2 separate regions of the Lactuca sativa genome follow, and region 2 is linked to region 1. Evidence: chromatin contacts called from public Hi-C data. All regions are on one chromosome and are shown on one strand. The core of a region is the stretch at or near the end of the contact, and the rest is flanking DNA. Distances in the headings are between cores, read along the strand shown. Region 1 holds the start of LOC111914296 (probable nucleoredoxin 2). Region 2 holds the start of LOC111914294.

Region 1 (7,450 bases), core at 2,955-5,454:
GGGGGGAAATCCGCTGAAAATATTAGAAAGCTAAAACGAAAATTTAGAGGGAAAGAGATGATTTGGGGCGGTTTTAGATTTTACTGATGCGATTTGTGTGGAATTTGGTGGTGGCTATGGAGGGTTTTTAGAAAGCTAAAACGAAAATTTTAGAGGGAAAGAGATAAAGATTTAATGATGCTATTATATTAAAAAGAGCATCAAAAAATACTTATTTAATAATGTTTTTACATGAAGTAGCACTAAAAAATCATAGTGTTTTCATTTGATGCGTTTTTCAAAATATAGCATCAAAAGATAAAGATTTAATGATGCTCTTTTATAAAAAAAGCATCAAAAAATCCTTATTTAATGATGCTTTTACATGAAGTAGCACTAAAAAATCTTTTTTTGATGCTATTTGTTGTTAACCGTCTTAACAAAAACTTATGGAAATTTATCTGATGCTTTTTTAAAGCGGTTCGTGTATTATTTAATGCTCTATACATTTAATGAGACGGTTTTTACCATCAACGGCCTCAAAAATAAAGAATGGTTTGCATTATTAAATCACTTGTGTAGTAGTGGGCTTTTCGGTTTTTGGTTTGGTTTCGGTTTTTTTGCATACCCCTATATGTTAAAAACTACTTTTTTGTTTGACTGAGATTATTTTTAAAACAATACAACAATATAAATTTATTTAATCTAAACACCTATTTTAATTTTAACCTAAATAAGAACATAATTTTTTTTAGAGCATCCACAATGGGGAGTTTAGTGGAAGAGTTGAATAAGGTGTCATGACTATTTGTCATTCAATGGATACAACTCCACCATTGTGAAATGCCACGTTGGCACTCAATGGATTTAGATTTCAATGACCAATGAACTCTTCAACGGGAAAAAGAAAAGTCTTTAAATCTTTAAATAAATATTTTTTTAATATGTTTTATTGAACTTGTAGAGTTTAATGCATTGTAGGATAAAAATGAATAGAATTGTATGGAATAGTGAATGATGACAATTCACTTGAACTCTATAGAGTTCAATGCTTTGTATCAGCCCTTATAACCAAATAACATAATTAATGCTTTATTAGTTAAAACGTGTGTTATTTCTTATTTCAATCATATTTTCTTCTAATCAATCCGTATATAACACAAGTGATAATCTAGCTATTATATAAGTATAAGTTATTTAAAGAGAAATAAGATGTAGTCGTTAGGGTATGGAAAGATTCCAAAATTTTGTGACATAGAACATAGAACAAGGCACGTTTCTTTGTTTGGTCTCTAATTCCTTTCCCTACAACTAGAAACCGATCTAAGTAGATGACCACAAAGCCCAAATCGAGACCGGCCCAACAAAACCCGATTAGTCCGGTCCGAAAGTGCAACTCTAGAGAAGATGATTCCTTTTAGATCAAATTGTTGGAAAGCGAACAACTTACTCAAGATAATAATTATACACAATTTATCATTCCAAAATCTAACATCAACCCATAACTCACCTTTTGGTAAACAAATAGTAGTAAACAGTTTTCCGGTGGATTTTCATGCACTAGACATCTGAACCACCGGCCTAACACACTTGGTGTGCACTTCATACCCACAATCAATGCACTGGTAAGCCCAGCCCGAACCTTGCTCATCACAATCACAACATATAAACGGCCCCCCACCATTTTCTTGAGACACCAACGTGAGTTCATGGCGATGACCCGAATGTATCTCCATGCTCGGAAGATTCTTTGCATCCTCATCCATTTGCTTCTCCAATAGCTTCACCCTCGCTTCTGTAAAAGGATAAGCTTCCTCTTCGTACAAGTTAATCAGAGATCTCCCGTTCTTCGTTACAGTTTTTCCATCTGGACCCAAAATGATCAAACTTGGAATACCCGTGATATCAAAGTACTTGGTCAACTCCTTATTGATCGAGTCCCCAAATGGGAGTGCTAGCCATGGCATTAAGCTGAAAGAAGATTCAAACTCTAGCTGATTGTGATCAGTTGACACGTAGATGATTTCAAAGTCTTCTTGTTCACTTAGTTTTGCTTTTATCTTTTGGTAAATGGATATCAACTTGGGTGTGAATTTGAGACTTGGGAGACACCATTGTGCTGAAAAATATAGCCCGATGGTTTTGCCTATCAAGGAAGATATTAATACCTGCATGCATGGGGAGTTATATTAATTATCATAAATGTGTAAGTACATATATAGAAACTCGATATATTCAAACACTTTTATATATAACCACTAAGAATCACTTATAAATTAAATTAAACCAACCTTTTTGGATGCCGAATGAGCCAAAAGAAAATCTCTATCATGATTCATAAGCAAATTTGAGAGAGTTTGTCGTTCATGCTTCTCCTTTTCTTGCTTCAACAACTCATCCAACCTCTCTTTTGTAAAAGGATATGCTTCAACACCATAACGATAAATCAACTCAACTCCATCGTGCACAATACCTGCATCATGATCGGGTTGCAAGATGATCAAGCATGGAATCCCCTCAACGTCAAATCTGTTGTTCAATGCCTTTTTAGTTTCCAAATCAGAGAACGGAATCGCAAGCCATGGCATGTTTGATTGATAGTAGTTGTTGAATGCATTCAAGTCTTCATCAGATGAAACAAAGATGATCTCAAATGCTGACCCTTTTTTCGCTTTGATTTGTTCGTATACTTGAATCAATAGTTTTGTAAAACTTTGGCATTGTGGATACCAGTTTGCTGAAAAGTAAATGCCAACGATTTTGTCGTGAAGGTCGGAAATTTTTATCTGAAATATGGAGATATATATTGTAAGGTGATATTGTCATATTGGTACAACTACTAGTGGGGCAATTTTATCCAAGAACCTTAGAATCAAATAAATATCTCTACTATAGTATATGATGCCCTCATCTTTTGAGGTATCGAAGGTGCAAATAATGCAAAGGGGAACCCCACTTCTGAGCAAATGAAAGGGATAGGCACCTTACATTTATGGGATTCCACTTATGTAAATGTTTCATATAAATTTTGTAGGTTGATGGAAGTCTTTTTTGTGTTGGAAAGGTACCATAAAGCATGCGTGATGTACCTGTTTGAGTTTAATGGGACATGGTTACCCTTTCAGTGTTTTATATATGCTTTTGTCACAACAACTACATCATATATATATATATCACAAATATATTAACTTGTATCCTTTGCTAAATACAGTTTGCTGTGGCATGGGAATATATATTAGCTGTTTGTGACTCTTAAACTTAATCCACGTGGAGTTTTATTTTATTTTATTTTTTTTCTTTTACGTACACATGAATACATGAATCCATGATGCCCAAGTTGAGTCAAATTTGTGTTATGTTCATGAATAAAACTGGAAGGATATGCTCATAATCCAAGTGTACATGATCTTTGAAGTTTAAATTTTTTGAACTAGAATTATAAATATGCGATATGTTAAATTTAGGTTATTGTCTTCAAGAATCACTCCTTTTATTTTCTAGATTCAAAATTATAAACTTATTTTAACTTCTTAATTTCCCAACTAACAATTTGTGGACGATTTATGTAATTAAAAGATATACAATTACGTACATGAAGCTCTAGAGATTTGTATGGCGCAGTGACAAAATCATATATATAATCAAATAATTTATACGACATATTAGTACATGGAAAATATTATGGTGCAGATCTACTCTCGTTAGTTCAAACTTTATCTTTGTCTTCTTTTTTTTCATTTTTGAAAAAAAAAAAAAGAAACTTGTTTCTTTCGAACATCCATAACTAGATCTAAAGAAAAACATTTGGATAGATAAGACTCGTTTAACTTAAGTTTTACACAAAAATGATTGTATGTTTTGAACTAATTAAACAGCTGTCTAAAAAATATATGCTGAGCTGAACGATTACTTCGGCATGCACTAGAAATTTTAGAGAGAGAAATAGAGGGGGACCTGAGCTCCGGTGGGAGAGAGAAGAAAGTCACGGTCATCGGAGGCAAAAAGCGATAAATATCTGTGGCGGCTGACGATGGTTGTAGTGTCCGGCGACGTCGTTGCGTTGATCAACGATAGCTGCTGCCTCATCTCTCTCTCTCTCTCTCTCTCTCTCTCTCTCTCTCTTACTTACTTTCTCTCTCTAGGATACAAGAAGAACAGTAACATATAGGGAACCAGGTGTTGAGCTTCAAGAATCTGTGGAGTTTATATTTTCGTGTAGCCGTACAAACTTATCATTCACATACAAGATTCATAAATAAATAAAAAGTAATTTTATTTAGTAAATAGATCGAGCTTAATTGAGGCCTGAATTTAATATATACTTTACATTTAAATATAATATTATTTATTATAATGATTGTTTAGCTACTCATAGATTAAAATTTGTTTTATTCAAATTAATGATATAATAAACATTTTACGTGAATCGTATATACAATCTAAATTATACCTTATATAAAGAAGTATTTGACATTAATGTTGATATATGTCTAAATAATTTAAAAAGAAAAACAAAGTATGTAAATTATCACAGCCAAACACGTACCATTTTCTATTTCTATTACGGTCTGATTTCCTACATCAAGGGTCATGCTGTAGTCAGTTAAATTCCATCTTTGCCCTTATGAATGTTTTCGGATTCTCTCATTTGTTTCAGAAGTTTTTATCCAAAGGTGATTCACGTACTTTCAAAAATATTTATCATTTTATTGGTATTTTTGTACAATTTTTTTAGGGATAATGATTTGAAAGAGTAACGAATTTTTGATTTTTTCACTAAATTTTTTTTCGTTATCTATTTGCCATTGAACTATTGAAACTGTTCACATTTTACTCTTATGACCGGTTGTTACCGGTCATAAGGGTAAAATGTGAACAGTTTCAATAGTTTAGTGTCAAATAGATAACGAAAAAAAGTTTAGTGACTAAATATGAACAAAATCGAAAGTTCGTTTCCCTCTAAAAAGTCCAATGACTAAATGTGAACAAACTTCATCTTGTATTATGTTTTAGCAAATTATTTATTTTTGTTAAATTGTAGCAACATTTGTTGATGAAGAAATCTATGAAATAAAAAAAAACAAAACAAAACCCTGAAAATATATTTAAAAAAAAACAAAAAGCCGAAACCGAAATAAAAAACCAATGGTTTGGTATATTCCAAAATAAAAAATCAAAATTTCCAATATGATTTTGGTTTTACAAAAAAATGATTCTCACTGATGTGAATTATGACCATTGGTTTGACATGCGGAATTTGTGACATCCCATGAATACGTAGTTACAACATCGTCTGAACTCGTAATTCATAGTAAGGGGTTAGAGTATCGTCGCATAAATACGTAGTTACAACATCTCCTGAACTTGCAATTCATCACCTGCAGGTTATGAGCCTGTTGGTGTTTCCACTGGGTTGTCTTGAATAGTCTGTGGTCGCCATCTATACTCTGGTAGATGACTACATCGCCACATTGCCGGTTAAGGCTATGGTATCTCCTTTCATCCTACATCACCTATTTATCATCATCTATTTACCTAATTATCATCACCTTTCTATCATCACCTATCTCTCATCATTTTATTTCATCACACACCAACTATTTCATCTACCCATGTTTCATCCGCAACATATTTATAGATATAAAATAAATATACCGTTTAAATCTTTTAAAACATGTATAAAATCGTTGCTTGAATAACTCAGAACAATAACCTTCCTTGGTCTCTCTTGCTGGAACTCTTCTCCTTTCTTGCAAAATCACACCAAAAAGCTCAAGATAGCTCTTCCTCTCACTCTACACACTCAAGCTCGCTAGGGTTCTCACTTATGGGAAAGGTAGTCGCAATTGAAGACCACAAGTGCCTTTAAATATGGCTCGGGCCCAAAGATTTAGGGTTTCTGCCAACAGCGCGGACTCGTCGAGTCGCCTCACCGACTCGTCGAGTCCATTCATTAATCCGAGTCATTAGTCGCGACCTTACTCGACGAGTTGAGGCGTCAACTCGTCGAGTCTCTCTTCTTAACTCAAAAGAAAAATACTTAAATTATGATACCTGGAAATCCAGATGCTACATTTTGTTTTTTTATTTCATAGATTTCTTCATCAACAAATGTTGCTACAATTAAACAAAAATAAATAATTTTCTAAAACATAATACAATAGGACGTTTGTTTAAATTTAGCCATTGAACTTTTTAGAGGGAAACGAACTTTCGATTTTGTTCACATTTAGTCACTAAACTTTTTTTCGTTATCTATTTGCCACTAAACTATTGAAACTGTTCACATTTTACCCTTATCACCGGTAACAGCCGGTCATAAAGGTAAAATGTGAACAGTTTCAATAGTTCAATGGTAAATAGATAACGAAAAAAAAGTTTAGTGACGAAATGTGAACAAAATCAAAAGTTCGTTACCCTTTCAAGTCATTATCCCTTTTTTTTTTTTACTTTTCAGTGTTTTTAGTTTAAATATCCGATTTTTCTTCCTTTCTCGTTTATTTCATCTTTTTAATGTTTTTTTTATTATTTTTTAGACAACAGTTTTCATTTCAGTTTTTTTTTTACCTTTTTTTTTTTACTGTTTTTTTAATAACATTTTTTTCACCTTTATTATTTCTGTTTTTATATCCGTGTCCAACTCGTCTCTATTTTTATATATCAAAATATAATAGAAAAATGGAACAATCATATTTCCTCTCCAAAATTATTATATTTTTTTACACAAGATATATTTTGACTTATAACTTATATAATATACAAAAACATCATTTCTATTAATTATATTTCGCTTTCTTTAATATACTATATAAGGATTACAAGAATCATGCATGCATGTGTTGATGGTGTAGAAAAGTCGGTGGTAAAAAAAACAGTGAAATAACAAGCAAACAGATTAAATTGAATGAATGAATGGAACAATAAATTTCAAATAATATAGAGAAAGAAACTAAGTAGTTAGGGTTGATTTTTTTTTTGTTACAATTATTTACACCTAAGCGTAAGTATATAACAGTATGTATTATATAACAGTCTCATATTGAGGTGTTTTCATCGTGCCTCGGCCTCAAAGTCAATCTTAACAAAAATAAAGTGCTTGGGGGTGGGCGTGTCTACTTCTGTGGTTATTTGCACGGGGAGAATGATGGCTTGTGCTTATGGAGACTTCTCATTCTCTTACGTTGGAATGTCAATGGGAGGTAAAATGATGAGAATTTCGGTTTGGTTTCCCTTGATCGAGAAGTTTCAAATCAACCTTCTTTATGGAAAACTAAAGCTCTATCTCTAGGCGGGAGTCTTACTCTTTGTAAGGCAGTACTTGAAAGCCTAGACAACTACCTTTTCTCTGTATATAAGGTGCCTGTTTTGGTTATTAAAAAACTCGAAAGCATTCGAAACACTTTCTTTTTGGAAGGAAACTATGAATAAAGAAAAATCATTTGGATGGTGTCGAACAAGGTTTTAAATAGCT
Region 2 (7,559 bases), core at 2,674-5,173, 200 kb after region 1:
AGAGGACCAATAAGTCCCACAAAATACAAAGGGTATAACAAGTTCATAACAATAAGTATAATGCAATACATGCAACTGCTCCCATCCCTTTGTTAATCCCATAAGTCCAACTCACTAACAAACGTCAAATGAATAAAGCTCATGCTAGACGAAACTGCCAACTTTTGCACTAACATCTAACAACAAGGTTTGGTGATTGGATATGAAGAGCTCATGATAGATTGAATTGCCAACTTTTACACGTATATGCACAAACAAGCAATAGGGTTATCCATATAGGCCACACAAGGGGCAGCTAGCCTCAACTTGTGTACTTCAGTGGTTTTGTAACGTCCCAAAATTTCATAGTAAAATTTTCATTTTTAAAACAATAAACCATACAAACGTGTTGTCCAAAACCAATCAAAGTGAATATATTATTTAAACATCAAAGTAAAGATCATAAATTGCCAATGCTAAAAAACTCTAGGGGATGTTGTGCAATCACGTCGGGCCCTTCCGTTTCGTATCGAAAGTACCTAAAACCATAAACATGAAACCTTAAGCACAAAGCTCAGTGACTTTCCCAAAATACCACATAGCATACATACAATAGGGATTGTTATGTGCCAACATAGTCTTGCCTATATTCCATAAGGTGTATCATGGTCTTTTCTTACCAAGGCGGCGGCCAAAACGTTGGGTCTTACAGACAAGTACCAAGAGCCACCTCTTAGTCTTCTATGCAAGTACCACAAAGACAATTAGCATTCCACATATCACTGCCCACTCCAGGTTTTTTATACAAATGTCAGGGGACACCCCCTGGTCTTTCTATATAACATAAAACAGTAAGCTAACATTGGTGGCTTCGACCCCCGAGTACAGTGAGGAGACTCACCTGAATCAGAAGGCCGACTAACACTCAGCTCAAAACTATGCCGACCACAACTAACTTCTCTTTAACTAGATTATGGGTGCTTAACACCTCCTATCAATATACACAAAGTAAACCCTAACTATACCTTCTAAAAATAAAATTTTACCAAAAGTCAACCCAAGCCAAAAATCAACTATTAAAGTCAAAGTCAACAACCCATAATGTCAACTATTCAGCCTTACGTCGTGACCGGCCCTTGGTCACATCGTGAGAGCTCATTCGGTCTGATTCTAACTCATCTCGACTCAACTGAACCAACCCAGACATGAAAAGTCACTGGAGTTGACCTCATGACGTAAGCAACCTTCTGTCATGCCGTGAGCCCCAAGAAGCTTAACAGAAACGAGGTCATTCAATCCTCACGTCGTGAGACCCTATGTCTCACGTCATAAGCACAGTCAGAAGCAAAATATCCAACAATTTAAGTCCTTAATCCATTAATCCTTTTAATCTAACTTTCTAAAAGGTCATATAACTCCATAATACACTCAAAAGTCAATGATTTATGGGTATGTACGTCCAATACATGTCTAGATCTCACTTAGGGACAAAATTGAAGAAAAGGTCATCCAACTTTCATGTAAGGCTCCAAAACCCAACCATTCACTATATCTGAACTTCATGACACTCTAAAGACCCTTATAACCCATTAAGTTGCCAACTTCATGGTTTTCATTCATTCAAACTTTCTCAACCAAGGAGAAAAGTGGGACAAGATTTAGATCTAACCATAAACAACAATAAAGGTGGAAGCTTTGACACTTACAAGGGTCCATAAACAATGTGAGGTGGTGATGATGATGATTCCTTGCATGCCTCTTCAAAAGACCACCTTCTTCTTCTTCTTCTTCTTCTTCTTCTTCTTCTTCAAACCAAGAAATGCTCCAAAAAAAAGGCCAAGGATTAAGCAAGGAATGAATCCCAAAGTTTTATGAGGTGATGGGGAGGGGGGGGGGTGGAGGCTGATAACGAACCTTAAAATGGGTTTAGAGGGGATTAAATATGAAGGAAAACCCTAAAGATCATAAGCTTGTGTTGTATTAGTTCTCACGTCGTGAGCCTCTATGCCTTACGTCGTGAGATCAATCTGCAACAAGATTTACATATTAACTCTCCTCACGTCATGATCAGTCAAAGGTCACGTCGTGAGACCCCATTTCCTCCAAAATTCGACCTTTTGACTCCCTGAAACCCTAAATTGATCTATCCTAGAAAACGGGTCTTACAGTTATCTAAAATCTACTCCTAACCCATCCTATCATGATATGCATAAGTAAGATGCTTATATCAATTCCAAAAATATAACCTTTTTGCTTTTAAAATCAAATCATTTCCAAAAATTTCATTTCATGAATGCACATATAGTTCATATAACAAACAATGCTTACATAGAATATCATATAATGAAAACCAACAAAACTTATAAAATCACAAAAGCAAGATTGGGGGTGTGTGTTCCCTGTAACTCACCCTCGATCCAACGATAAAAATACCATACTTTTCCTTATTTGACTATATTTCTTCAAGTATTATGTTTCCAAGTCAACCACCTAAAATCGTCATCATAATGTTGTCAGTGTAATCTCCCAATTTTCAGAATAATTTTTTTGTTTTTAAACACATATTTCATACGACATATTCAAGGAAAGACCCTTTATTTGCAAATTGTAGTTCAAAATTAGAGTTATAAAGAAAAGTGTTATGAAATCTCAAATCATTAAACTACAGATGAGCGTGTACAGTCATGTTTTCACATCCCCACGAACTGATAATATTTGAAAAACATTTAATCCACAACTATAAGCCAAAACTTAGTGAGTTCCTAAAATACCGAACTAAATTCATTAATTCATGCAAGAAGTCAAAAATATCGCTTTTTCCCATTTTACCCTTTGGCTCCAGGGCACAATTCAAGGGGCTAAGTCACTTAACCAATATGATCAACATCTAATAGGGTCTAAACTGTATTCCCTTGAAGCACAAGACCCTTATTCGATCAAATCACGACCCGCTAACCCAAAATCAGAAACATCCCAAAATTGGATCTTATAATCAAAAGAACAGTATACCCTTTATGGGTCAACTCATCATTCTTACCTCCAAAAGCTCCTTGAGTATCCTTATATAAAATATGAAAGCTAAGGAGATCAAAGGAATGGATCCGACTCTAGACATAAGCAAAACATAAAGCATAAAACGGGTCAGGACGTTTGATGTGTCACCCCTTCCCATTTCAGTATTTGTCGGTTTCCCTGAAAGTTTGACCTAATGAACTATGTCATTAGTATTTTTATGCATCACCAAATAGTTTTTGAAATTTCCCCTAACCAATCATATTAACATACTACCTTACTATGTTTTCTTCAATCCAAATCCAACGACATTATCAATTTACTTTAATGGTTATAGTTCATTAGGGATGTCAATCGATAACACGACAAAAATACACGCCATGAAACAAAACTGAAATTCAAATTCGTGTTTATATTGGAAGTAAAAAAACGATGTCACGTTGTGTCATGTTCGTTTTCAAAATCCAACATGAATTGACAAAATATTAACATGTATTTATTGTGTTTTTATGAGTAAATATGAACTAAATTAAGTAATTATCAATTTATGCTATATTTGTTGTGTCTCGTGTTAATTAAAAAAAATTACTAGTATATTTTCATGTCGTACTTGTGTTATATAAAAAAAACCACCATATGTCTTGTCATATAATAACACAATACGACTTTCCGAATCAACACCCTTACAATTTAGTTCCAAGTTCCCTACTTCTCTCCCTCATAATACACAATCTATTAATTTTTTAATTTGTAATAGACTATTTTAAATCCAAAAACCAGAAATGAAATTATGGAACCTAACTATTGATAAGAAAATAAACTACACAGATTTGGGCTCAATGCTAACCCATTTTCCATTAGAATTTGGCCCGGTCCAAGTTTTCTGATCAAAGCTCGGCCCAAAGTTACAAGATAACCGACCCCGGTTCAACGGTTTAGATAAGAGTTTAGGGCACAGGTAATATAAATACAGAAAACTCCACAGCCATACGGTTTTAGGGCTTAAACGAAGAAAATTGAAGCCGGAGAAGAGGGCTCTTCATTAGGAAGGAGCTGTACTGTCTTATCCAAATCGTCCAACAAACAAAAGGTAACCGTTGATGATTTAATCTCGAATATCTGACAAGTAAGCGCTGATTACTGATTTATATTGTTTTCATTCAACTTAATAGATTCAATCCTCTAAATTATTTGTCTTTCGGTTTGTTTTGGCAACAATTAGTCGTTGATTTTCCCTTTGATTGTGTTTTGTTTCTAATTTTTTTATTTTGGTGTATGAGAATACTGAAAACCCTAGTTTTTGCGGTTATGCTGTATGTAATTATAAATTGGAGGAATGTAATTCTGATGTTTCATTACTCGTGCTGATCGTATCTGTACATATCTATACTAATTACAAACTTCATTAACTGCAATTTTTACTTTATGTAAAAGTTAAAAGACTCAATTTTTTGTCGATGTATATGTTTGCTCCTAAGATTTATCAACAATCAATTGTTTGCTGTGTGCTTTACCTAACTATTATCTATTCTTTGACCGTTTTATAGTTGTTGAGAAAACCCTAGATTTTATGGTGCTTCTGTTAATCTGGTGATTTGGAGATGCTTTATCTAATTCTTCGTTACCCCTAAATGGATAATATCATCTTGTGTGTTTCTTTGAAACCCGACTTGTTCTATTTTGTGTTTAATGTCTGTAAATGTTTCATCTTGAAGGATGGATCGTTATCAGAAGGTTGAGAAGCCTAGAGCAGAGCAACCAATTGATGAGAATGAGATCCGAATTACTAGCCAGGGAAGGATGCGAAGCTATATCACCTATGCAATGACATTGCTTCAGGTATAAACTCTTCATGAATGTTAAACTAATATCTTCATCTTTTTCAAGTTTTATAAACTGTGGTGTATGTAAATAGCACTTACTAATTACTATGAACTTAAATCTTTTTATTTATTTGCTTTCCAGGAAAAAGGATCATCAGAGATTGTATTTAAAGCAATGGGAAGAGCCATCAACAAGACTGTTACTATTGTGGAATTGATAAAGGTTTGCTCTTTTTTTTTTTTTTATCTCCACACTTATATTACATTCTCCAAATTTTTACTATTTATCACTATCTTCTTTCATCATATATTTTTAGAGGCGAATTGTTGGGCTTCATCAAAATACATCCATTGGATCCACAGACATAACTGACACCTGGGAACCTTTAGAGGAAGGATTACTTCCGTAAGATAACATTCCCACTTCTTGAAAAACACACTTTCAATATTCCACTTCTCCACATTTCATAAATTTATTAACTTTTTTCTTTTTACAGTCTCGAGACCACAAGACATGTTTCAATGATCACCATAACTCTCTCTAAGAAAGAGCTGAATACATCATCTATCGGGTGAGTTTGTTTACAATTCATTTTTCTTTTTTCCTTTTGCATTATCATTTTTTATAAATTATTCCTTAAAACTTATGTGGTTAACCTTTTTTCAGATACCAACCACCATTGCCAGCTGACCAGGTCAAGGTGGCAACTGAATTTGAATATGATGGAGGTATAAATTTATAATACATTAAATATTAAATACTCTACACACGTCATAAATTTATCAACTTTTTATAAATTTTATATTTTGATTTTTTTTAATAGAAGGATCACCAACTGCAAGAGGCAGAGGTCGTGGTGGAAGGGGGAGAGGGCGTTCTAGACCTGCACCAGGTAAAAAATAAATAATATATTTTTTTTAAAAAATATTTGTTGAAAGATTATAAAGTAAATTGCTATTTCTTGTTTTTGTTAAATGATAAACAGGAAATGGTTATGGGCCAGATGAGTATGATGATGGGGGTTGGGATGGTCCCGGTGGGTATCCTCCCAGGGGTAGGGGAAGGGGAAGGGGACGTGGGTTCCGTGGGCGTGGAAGGGGAAATTACAATAATGCCCCTTACATGGACACTCAACAGGAAGTAGGAGGGTACAACAACCAAGAGTCTCCAAGGGGTAGGGGTCGTAATTTCCGTGGGCGTGGAAGGGGTGGCTACAACAATGGCCCTTACATGGAAAACAACCAACAAGATTTTGGTGGGTACAACAATCAAGAGTCTCCCAGGGGTAGAGGACGTAATTTCCGTGGTCGTGGAAGGGGTGGTGGTTACAATAATAATAATAATGATATCAATAATAATAATAATAATGCTTATATGGATAATCAACAAGATGTTGGAGGCTACAATCAAGAATTTCGAGGTATGTTAAAAAAGTTGTGACAATTTACCCTTTCTGACCCTGAGTTTTGTTAAAGTTACAGTTTTTGTCCCAAATTGAAAAATCTATTGAAACTCAATGACTAAACATGTAAATTACTATGGTTGATGTATTTGGGTGGAACAGGGCGTGGTCGTGGGAGGGGGACACGTGGCAGGGGACGTGGGTTCAGGTCAAACAGGCCAAATCAAGGTGCAGGTGTTGGTGGTGGTGATTAAAAAAAAGGTGGCTATGTTTTTTTTTATCATGTGTTTGGATGATGATGATGCCTGGCATTTCTATGTTTGGTTTTTGAATTTTTTTTTATTAAAAGTTTGGGATAATTTGACTTAGGAAATGAGTTTGTACCAAAAGTGTAGACTAAGTTTTAGTACCTTTTTTTTTTATTGTTATTTGATTTTTTCAATTTTTATTGTAATTTTTGTTCTTGAGTTTTGGCTGTAGGATTTATAGTTCATGTGTTTGATTTTCTAGTATTAAGACTCTTGATTTGCCAAATAGTATTTTTAACCTCACATAATCTAAAATAACACAAGGTAAGTTGATTGTGTGTTTTCAAATTTAATCGTTTATCACTACCTTAAATAGAAGGTAACTGAGTTTTAAACATGAATTTTAAAAGGTTTAAGAAATCACCAAATATTGAGCTATAAAAAGAAAAAAAAAATGATACATTATGAATTTATTGTGATGTGTTTTCTTGAATGAACTTGTTGGTATAATGTTTATAGTTGGGTCCAAACCGGTCTACTTTTGTGTAGCATCTTCCTAGCCAAAGCCAATGTTTTTGCCTATTTCCACGTCTCGACACATGAGACGATTGACACGACATGAAGATGTCTTGTGTTTCTGTGTATGGATTTTGCAAATTTGTGTTTGGTGTTATGAATTTCAAAATTGTGTTTTATATCTATCATACATGGGTTAGGCACAAATTTAAACATTTAAACAAGCGTGTTATACAAGACATGAATGATTTATTGAATTAAAGCATGCGACTTTCTATTTTCAGCTTGTTTTAGTAATGTTTTTATTAATAATAAGTCACTCGAATGGTTCATGTGCTTTTCAAAAAATAGCAACTTTAAAACAATGTTGAAATACTACAATCTAGTCGTTGCAGTTTGATTATAAGATTTCTTATTGGGGTCAAGGATAGAAGAATGTTAAAGGAAGGGGCGGGAGTAGGGGTGTTCGTTTGGATGGATTGGTTTAATCCGATCCGATCAAGTGAATCCAAATTAATTTCGGTTTTTAAAACGTAGATCCAAATAGTCCAAACTAAATTCAAATCCGATCCGATCCA

What was found. Hi-C and Micro-C count contacts between places; a contact is called where the count stands out from the background.
Region 2: a contact with region 1 is called in a Hi-C map of seed, with 6 times the contacts expected there. The contact joins the promoter of LOC111914294 here to the promoter of LOC111914296 in region 1. A contact is called at or near these places in 2 of 4 Hi-C or Micro-C datasets (leaf and seed).

Annotation. Positions count from the first base shown.
Region 1 is chr8:39,098,510-39,105,959 of Lsat_Salinas_v11, forward strand. LOC111914296 (probable nucleoredoxin 2) reads right to left here and starts at 4,205. Exons shown (of 3, transcript XM_023910071.3): 1 at 3,934-4,205; 2 at 2,271-2,765; 3 at 1,407-2,147. The coding sequence starts at 4,065. The coding sequence ends at 1,533.
Region 2 is chr8:39,301,797-39,309,355 of Lsat_Salinas_v11, forward strand. LOC111914294 reads left to right here and starts at 3,924. Exons shown (of 9, transcript XM_023910068.3): 1 at 3,924-4,081; 2 at 4,707-4,830; 3 at 4,957-5,037; 4 at 5,132-5,220; 5 at 5,312-5,386; 6 at 5,482-5,543; 7 at 5,639-5,707; 8 at 5,801-6,235; 9 at 6,380-6,729. The coding sequence starts at 4,708. The coding sequence ends at 6,471.